Regions from separate parts of the Mus musculus genome. Here regions 1 and 3 are each linked to region 2. The links are chromatin contacts, called in public promoter capture Hi-C maps. All regions are on one chromosome and are shown on one strand. Each heading gives the region's core, a stretch centred on a gene start, on an enhancer-like site or on the middle of the called end of the contact. The rest is flanking DNA. Distances are from core to core; before and after follow the strand shown. Region 1 holds the start of Rida (reactive intermediate imine deaminase A homolog). Region 2 holds the start of Marchf6 (membrane associated ring-CH-type finger 6). Region 3 has its middle 16 kb from the start of Mtdh.

What was found. Promoter capture Hi-C pulls out the DNA fragments that hold promoters and counts their contacts. Capture Hi-C pulls out chosen DNA fragments and counts their contacts.
Region 1: a contact with region 2 is called in a promoter capture Hi-C map of liver, with 5 times the contacts expected there. The contact joins the promoter of Rida here to the promoter of Marchf6 in region 2. A contact is called at or near these places in 1 of 39 promoter capture datasets (the C10 cell line), 1 of 115 datasets of contacts at active chromatin or transcription factors (astrocytes) and 1 of 9 other capture datasets (liver).
Region 3: a contact with region 2 is called in a promoter capture Hi-C map of the HPC-7 cell line, with 8 times the contacts expected there. The contact joins the enhancer-like site here to the promoter of Marchf6 in region 2. A contact is called at or near these places in 5 of 39 promoter capture datasets (the C10 cell line, the HPC-7 cell line, liver and 2 more), 3 of 115 datasets of contacts at active chromatin or transcription factors (embryonic stem cells and large pre-B cells) and 1 of 9 other capture datasets (embryonic stem cells).

The regions. Positions count from the first base shown.
Region 1 is chr15:34,493,923-34,496,739 of GRCm38.p6, reverse strand. Rida (reactive intermediate imine deaminase A homolog) reads left to right here and starts at 1,494. Exons shown (of 6, transcript NM_008287.3): 1 at 1,494-1,687. The coding sequence starts at 1,623. It overlaps Pop1 (processing of precursor 1, ribonuclease P/MRP family, (S. cerevisiae)), which reads right to left and starts at 1,429. Exons shown (of 16, transcript NM_026340.3): 1 at 1,325-1,429.
Region 2 is chr15:31,529,253-31,532,326 of GRCm38.p6, reverse strand. It overlaps Marchf6 (membrane associated ring-CH-type finger 6), which reads left to right and starts at 1,290. Exons shown (of 26, transcript NM_172606.2): 1 at 1,290-1,524. The coding sequence starts at 1,506. It overlaps Gm41287 (a long non-coding RNA gene), which reads right to left and starts at 1,223. Exons shown (of 3, transcript XR_875101.3): 1 at 390-1,223; 2 at 1-212.
Region 3 is chr15:34,065,663-34,068,438 of GRCm38.p6, reverse strand. No RefSeq gene overlaps it. Among named protein-coding and RNA genes, the nearest start is that of Mtdh, 16 kb to the left of the region's middle. Within about 2 kb of position 1,253, at least 56 of the 459 cell types and tissues checked have an H3K27ac peak or open chromatin away from gene starts, as enhancers often do. A contact at or near this core is called in the HPC-7 cell line and embryonic stem cells, where this site is marked.

The sequences.
Region 1 (2,817 bases), core at 245-2,744, 3.0 Mb before region 2:
GGTTTATGCTCTTAAGAAACAATGTTATACAGGCTGGTGAGATGGCTCAGAGGCTAAGAGCACTGGCTGCTCTTCCAGAGGTCATGAGTTCAATTCCCAGCAACCACGTGGTGGCTCACAAAACATCTATAGGGGGATCTGATATCCTCTTCAGGCAGGCAGATATATATGCAGCAGAGCACTCGTACATTAAATAAAGAAAAAGAAAAAAAAGGAAACAATGATATAAAAACAGGCCTAAATTTCTCTTTAAATTGTTCTCATGCCGCACGTCTTTGGATTGTGCTGGGCTGCATTGTTTGATTTAAAAAACTAGTTTGAAATTGAGTTGCTGGGTTAAATTTTATATTTTTTAAATCATTAATTTGGATTTGGGATTGAGATAGACTTTTCCAACAACTGGCCCTAATTATAGTTCCGACTGTACTACATATTTAGGCAAAATAGCATCTCATCACTGACTATTATAAAAATCAAACAACAAATCAGCTCTAAAAAAAAAAAAAAAAAGCCGGGCGTGGGGGCCCACGCTTTTAATCCCAGCACTCGGGAGGCAGAGGCAGGTAGATTTCTGAGTTCGAGGCCAGCCTGGTCTACAAAGTGATTTCCAGGACAGCCAGGGCTATCCAGAGAAACCCTCTCAAAAAACAAACAAACAAAAACAAAACAAACAAACAAACAAACAAAACCACTTTAGATGCTTTATGTCTTGCAGTATCAAATACTCTACCAAAACTCGTATTTATGAAAAAATAAACATACACACATCTATTTAGAGAGTAAAAATTAGTTTTTATCTTTCTCAAAAGGCAAAATTATACCAGCTACACTAAAGAATTGTTTTAAATATACTTCCTTATGATATATTATCAGTTACTAATTAGTACATCTTCTTATCTACCCAGGTTCGTTAGTGAGAAAGCTGAAGTCGTGAGCTAGGAGAAGATGACTCGCCTCCGGAAAGCAGACCCCGGTCTGCTCAAATCTTGAGGCGATCATGCATAGAAAGGAAGCACGGGATGGCGAAAGGCAGACAACCCACACCTCTGCTTGGTTCCCCGGAATGACCCATCCCTGTCCTTTACGGTACCCAGAAAGGGATACAAGCGCATTCCCAGAGGGGATTCCGCCTGGCAGGGCAACGATAAGCATAAAAACGAGCACAGGAGCCTGAGGCTCTGGACTGCAAGAGGGCCCGCCCGGGCAGCATGGACCTCCCCAAGTGAAAAGCGCCGCAAGCCGAAGCCGCCACTGTGGGCAAGCCCCCACGCGAGGCCCCCGCGAGCTGGCGGCCCCGGCTAAGCATTAGTGCCTCACCACCAACCTGCCAAAAGTTCCGAGGGCTTCGCCGGTAAGAATGACAAGGTTCTGAGATCCCTAGAAGCTCCCACCACAGAGGGTGAGCGAGCGGGCTGAGGGCGCGTGCGCAGCACGGCTTCTTCCTCCACGTGTCCCGGAGTCGCTTGTAAACTACAATTCCCATCGGGCCGTGCGAATTCGCACGGGGCTGTCCCTGAACTAAAACTCTTTTGCCTAGGGCTGTCTGGTCAGTGGACAAGAGTGGGTGTAGTTACTTACCATCGTTTCTTCTTCTGGAGGGTCTTCAAGAGGGAAGGATTAGCATGTCGTCCATAATCAGAAAGGTGATCAGCACCACAAAAGCCCCGGCGGCCATTGGTCCCTACAGGTAATGTTTTTTACTGTAGCTCTGAAGGACCAGGTAGGTGCAGTGTTGCAAGTTTGGAGCTTTGGCCCCTGCTGGTCCGAGCAAAAGAGAGTCTTAGAACGCGCGAAGAAACTAAGTTCAGAAAGAGTACAGTGTATCCAAATCCCTCAGAGAATGGGGGAGCCCTGGTGCTACCAGAAACTTGCACTCCTAAGATCTTGCCCCCATCTGGAGCTGCCGGGGCCCCGAAGGCGAGCTTGCTACATGCTTTCTCTGGTTAGAAGTGGCATCACCCCAACCCCCTTGCCTTTCGTCTTGGTGGCTTCTAGTTTTGGTTTTTGTAACAATTTTATTAAGATAGAATAAACAACCCATAGAATTCTCATTCTGTTAGTGGGTTCAATTCAGTGGCTTTTACTATGCCCAAAAGTTGTGTAGCCATCATCACTTTCTATTCTCAAAACATTTACATCCAACCTAAAATAAGGTTTATACCATTAGCATTTATTCCACATGGCATCTTTCCCCAGCTCCTTACAACCACCCATTTATTTCCTCTCCATCACTATAGGGTTTATCTGTTAAAGACGTTTGCTATAAAAAGTATAATACACTGTTTGGTCCTCTGTGACAGGCTTCTTTTACTAGCATGAAGTTTGATCTAACCCTTTCTTAATTTACAAGATATGCTTGTCTCATTTGGACAGTACTCAGCAAATACCTGTATGTCTATCCTAGTCTCTGGCTTCTATAACGTGTAGGAATGCAATGATGCTTATGAATGGTTTATCCATGCCTATTTACCACTAATATCAAATGCAAGTAACACCAAAGGTGATCTTCTGAGATTATCCTATATACTAGAGCTAACCATATATGTACTGGAAAAATAAAAACTACCCTTTGGCATTTATCTCTGCTTACCAGAAGTGCTTTTAAATAGAAATGGTACTTTCTTTTCACTTCCTTCTGTGGGTGCTATGAAGGACAGACTAACTTTGTAGCTCAGACTAACCTAGAACCTGCTGTTCTCCTGTTTGAGCATTCCTAGTGCTGACGTGAAGACCAGCACACTTAACTTAAAACCTTGTTCCTCAAAATACCTCAGCTTTAAAAATCACTGTATTGTATCTTATATAACTTTCTCCTCT
Region 2 (3,074 bases), core at 41-2,540:
GGGCATTGAGTTTCTTGAGATCAGTCCAATCTTCCACAACAGGGCATCTCCAACGTCTCATTAAGCAACAGCAACAGGAGCAGCAGGAACCAAAAACCTCCTCCTCCTCTTCTGCTTCCTCCTTCTCTTCTGCCTCCTCCTCCTCTCCCCACTTCTTCTTCCTCAAAGCACCTCCCACTGCTCTGGAGACTGCCATTTAGATCACTCCCCTCCTAGAGTACGAGACAATCATAGTTAACGGTTGTGGCCCATCTGAAGCAGCCCCATATCCCACACCTGGGGTTAAAACAAAAACAGTCACATAACTTTTTTTTTTTTTTTTTTTTTTTGGTTTTTTGAGACAGGGTTTCTCTGTGTAGCCCTGTAGTCCCGGCTGTCCCGGAACTCACTCTGTAGATCAGACTGGCCTCCAACTCAGAAATCCACCTGCCTCTGCCTCCCAAGTGCTGGGATTAAGGGCATGCACCACCTCTGCCCGGCCAAAATTCCGTTTCTTGAATCTACTTTCCGTTATGTGCACGTTTAAGCATCCGGGTTGGAAACACTTTTCTTCTAATCTGTACTATCTTATTTAGAGAAAGCTCTAAGGATTATGTGAGGAAGGTGGCCTACTGATGCGAGCAGGTCTGAGTCTTTCATCATTCTTTCATCAGCCATTTAGTTCTGGCCAGGTAAGCTTCCCTTAATTGTGTCGCCATCTGAACCCATTTCCCTTAGAGGTAGATTCAATGTTGGCTTTCAGCTGTGAAGACGTGGTCTTTCCACTCAATTGCATAAGCCTCCCCAGGAGAGATTCTGATAACCTGGATGCTCGTCTTTTTCCATCTTAGGGATGCTTCTGTAATTCTTTCAGACGTGCCTCAGAACCACTCAAGAGCGGAACCAAAAATGCTCGTTCCGGGGCCGACTCTGAACGCCCCGGGAGTGGCGGTCGGGTACCCCAAGCTGGGACCCTTTGTCCCCCACACCCGCTCCGGCGGGCGGGCGGGCGTGCGCGCCGGGCTCGCTCCCGCCGCTCCGCGTTCCTTTTGTCCCGGAACGCGCCCGCGCCGCCGCCGCCGCAGCCGCCCCTCCGCGAGGTGCCTGCCGCCTGCCTCTAGGTTTTCAGTCTCCATCCCGCGCGCAGCCTTCGCCACCAGTCAGGCCGTGTTTCGCACCCCGCCCCCGCCTCCGCGAGCCCGGCGCGAGCGCGAGCGAAGGCGCGCGCCGGATGTGACGCGCAGCGCTCCGGCGCCCCGCCTTTTCCGCCGCGCGCCCCGCCCAGGCCCGTCGCTCGGCCGCGCGCCCCTCCCCCCTCCCCGGCGCTCGCTTTCTGTCAGTCGCTGTCCCTGTCCCCCTCGCCCGCGACCGGCTTCCTCTCGCACCCGAGCGCACGCACTTGCCCGGCCCGCGTCCTCTTCCTCCTCCACTCCTCCCGCCCGCCCGCCCGCCTTTCCCTTCGGGCCCCGAGGCTCTGCCGGGTCGCGGGCGCCTCGCGGCTGCGTCACCGCCGCCCCCCAGACAAGATGGACACCGCCGAGGAAGGTGAGGCGGCGGCGCCCGCGCCCTTGCAGCGGCGCCCGCGCTCCAGTCGGGCCGAGGCGCTCGCGGCGGATCCCGCGGGCAGTTTGCTTGCCCGGCGGGCGGGCGGGCGGGCGGGCGGGCGAGCGCGCGGCTCGAGCTGGTCCTCCAGCGGGCTCGGATCGGAAGGTGACCCTCTGCGCGCCCCCCGCCGGTTCCCGCGGGCGACGAGGACTCAGCCTCGGCTGGGACACTGGGGTGCCAGGACTTCGGTGTCCGAGACGTGGGGTGCCGGGACGTGGGACATCCCGGACGTGGGGGTGTCGCGACGTGGGGTGCTCGAGACATGGGGATGTCGGGAAGTGGGGCGCTGGAGACCATAGGGTGCCCGAGGCGTGGGGCTGCCGGGGACTTGACGGTGTGGAAGATCGGGGCCCCGGCCACCGCCATCCCGCGGTCCGCGGAGGAGGGGGCCGCAGTGCGAAGTCCGGGGGCGTTTCCACTCCCCTCCCCCACTCGTTTTTCCCCCCTCCGTGTTCGAGTCTGTTTGCTGTTGTCCTGTAGGCCCAACCTCTGCCACACAACTTCTTTGTTGACTTTGAAACTTCGCGGAAAATACCCCGCGAGGTGACGACTGCTGAGTGGACTGAACTGACCCCTGCTGCAAAATCTTGCTCTCTGTTTGCCTTACCCTAACTGCACTGACCAGACCCGAGAGGGGACGGTTTCTAGAGACTATTGGAGGAGGGAAAGGCGAATATTTAGGTTTCTTCTAAATCCTTGTCACCACAAAGCAAGGGTTTGTTTGTTTTGTTTGTGGACGTGTACTTTGGATGCGGTTGTTTTGAATTAGCAGAGAACACGAAAGAAAAGCAGCCACATGGGTGTAGAAAGCAGCCGCTTACCTGACGTTGTGGCAAAGTGTTTTAAAGCAGTTTTTAGAGGCACTGATGTATTAGTGAGTCTGTAGAGGAAATTATTGATCATGTACTTACTAGTGCAGATACTTACTGTTTAGATATATTCTTGTTCGAATGAGCGTTCTTTTCAACCTCAGGCTTTATTTTACCGACTTTACATGCAATCGAACCATCAAGCACTTGTATTGAAGTCATTAGAGTAATAAAAAGTTTAGTAATAATGTGATGAGTTGATTTTTTTTAAAAAAAAGTATTGTTTACAAAATATGCACAGGAGGATTGATTCACTTTGACGTTCCCGACAGCCCTGCGGGGTGGATGTGTGTTACCTTTCGTGGCTGTGGAAATGTAGGCTTATTTAATAGCTTGGTTAAGGTTCACACGGGTGGTAAGAAACAGTTGACCCTATTTTCATTGTTTGTCGCTGCCACTTCATTATGCTACAGTACGGTTCTATTCAATGAGTGAAGCTAGTTGCCATTGCAGAACTTTGGGAAAGAAACTGTTGAGGATTAACAATCGCCCAGGTTGATCTTGTGTTTACATCTCTGTAGGTTTCACAGCCGTTTATATTCAGTGCCTGTCTTTGTTTTGTTTGGTTTTTGAAATGAGTTCTCCATACTCCTCTGTTTCAGCATCTTGTACTACCATGCC
Region 3 (2,776 bases), core at 4-2,503, 2.5 Mb before region 2:
CCCAGGAAAGGAGGCCATGGGAAAGGAGAGGAGGAGAAGAGAAAGAAAAAGTGCACATGCAGAGAGAGAAGAAAAGGAGAGAGAGGAGACCAAAAATGTCTGGATTATATAGGGAAGAGCCTCTGGGGGCTGAAAGTTCAGGATTGGGGGCAGGGTATGCTAGGGAGGGGCTGAGGGATGCTGGGAGAACCTAGACACCAGGTCTGTTTTGGTATGTAAGACATGCTCCTTTTGTTTGAATCAAAGAGGAAGAAACTAGCGGAACCACGATGGGAAAAGACCAGGTACTTGGTAGATTTGAACTTCTTTTTTCTTTTTCTCATTTTGAGACAGGTTTCTCTGTGTAGCTCTGGCTGTTCTGGAACTCATCTGTAGACAAGGCTGGCCTTGAACCCACCAAGATCTAACTGCCTGTGTCCAGAGAGTGCTGGCATTAAAGGCTTGCACTACTACTGCAGGCTGGAATGATGAGGTTTTGAGTGTATTGTACTTTTTTTTAGACAGGGTCTCACTGTGTAGCTCTGGCTGGCCTCAAAATTCTGGTCTTTCCCACGGCTTAGAATTCTGAGTGGCTAGGATGGCTGATATATGCCACTGTGCCTGTCTCCTAAGGCTATTATTTTTAGGACTTACACACACATTAGTATAATTGAGTTTAAAATGCCTTCCTGGGTAAGTTGTGCCATTTATATCAATGTTACTTCATGAAGACTAAGACAACCATTGAGTGTTAAAATAGGTGAACCCAGGCCCTTTACCAATATCCTAGTAGCTTCTAGGGTTCCAGCTAAATTTTTCGATGTTTTCTAACACTGTGAAACTAACTAATAAAAGGAAAACTATTTTTCAGAGATGATAAATAAATATCTTTAGAAGAAAGGGAAAAGAATAGCATCATAGACTTCGTGGAAAACCTGAACTTTGTAAAAGAGAAGAGTTATTCTGGGGTTTAATGGGAAGGAAAGAGGGAGCTGCCCCCACTGAGGAAACGAAAAGTTTATGTAAATTAGTGACCTCAGTCAGAAGCTGACAGAGGAACTGAACACAGAATCTGAGAGCTAAGCTTTGGCTTTATACTACAGCTGCTCTTCCTACTGTGAAGGCTAGGCTATTTCCATGACAGGCTTCAAATTGTCAGTTAAAGAGACTAGGCCTAAATCTCTGTTTCCAAGAATTGGGCAAGTCCAGGCAAGCCCAGGCCTAGAAGTTGCCCTGCCACTTGCCCTGAGGCAAGGACGATGGGTCAGCATCAGTTTCTAGACTTCCTCAGCTACTTCCTCAGTAACAGTCCCTGGACCTCCCTAGCAAGTTTCCAGCCCCAACACCCTGGTAATGGAATGTCCCTAGAGTTGGCCCCAACAGATTAACATAGAAGTCACCTACCCAGGAATTCCCAAATGTGCTTTAAATCAGGCCTGCAAGCTCATTTGGGTGTCTATCTTGATATTGGGAGACCCCAGCATGCTGGACTTGTGCAGAATAAAACATTCTGTCATTACATACTATTTGAGTCCCCCCCCCCTCTCTCTCCTCTCTCCCCATCTCTTTCCTTGTATCTCTCTCTCTGTCTTTCTGGCTAATATGGCACACTGCAAGTCTGCTTGACTCTGTACAAACTAATTTTGTCTGTGCTTTGCCCCTGGATGTGAGAGCTCCACTTACTTCTAAACAAACCTGCCACCATCACCAATAAAAGAACTCTATTGATGGGAAACACAACTTTTTCAGACACTTATGCCAGGACATCATTTTCTTTTGTTTGTTTTTGTTTTTGTTTTCGAGACAGAGTTTCTCTGTATAGCCCTGGCTGTCCTGGAACTCACTCTGTAGACCAGGCTGGCCTCAAACTCAGAAATCCGCCTGCCTTTGCCTCCCAAGTGCTGGGATTAAAGAAGTGTGCCACCACACCCAGCTCTAAAAAGTCATTTTCTAAGAAACCAAAAGGGGAAAGCTATAATATGAAATAATTGTTTTAAAGCTTTATAACTGTACCTAGTTTGAGCCATGGAAATTGTCAATTCTCTACTCTTCAGAATCAGATGAAACCTGTCTACTATATGTGTTTGACATATGCAGAAACAGCTCAGGAGCCTCATTGCTGAGTCACTTGATTCCCAACATGATGTTGCTTAAGTCACTCTCAATGCATTATGACTAAGGCACAAGCTGATGCACACACAAGGTATGATCCACACACCTTGCTACTCCTGTTCCCACCAAACTCAGGTTCCAGACAGCAATATTATTCCTCCACTGCAGTTAAATACAATTCTCCAAACACACCTCTTCTTTTCCACTTCCAACCTCTGCTCCAGTTGCTCATTCTCATCACTAGGCCTGATTTTGTTGTTGTTTATTTCAAGACAAGTTTTCCTCTGTGTAGGCTGTCCTGGAACTCTCTCTGTAGACCAAGATGGCCTCAAACTCAGATCCGCCTGCCTCTGCCTCCCAAGTATAGCCTTGAACCCCTATTACCCAGCACCATACCTTTTTGAATGAAGAACCCCTTATAATTTGGAGCTTAACTGTAGACAAAGCTAGCTCTTCCTGCCTAGTACTGATTGAGTAGTTGATAGAAGAGAAAGCTAGACCTAAAGTACCAACAGGGGCTGTTCTTACACCAATACCAGACAAAATCATACTGCATTTGGGGTGGCTTAACCAACATCAATTTATTATCCTCACATTTCTGGGGTTGGAAAGTCTAATGTCAAGGTGCTGCTAAGGTGAGTTTTTCCCCCAGGCCTCTTTCTTGAGGTCATAGGTGGCCTCCTCC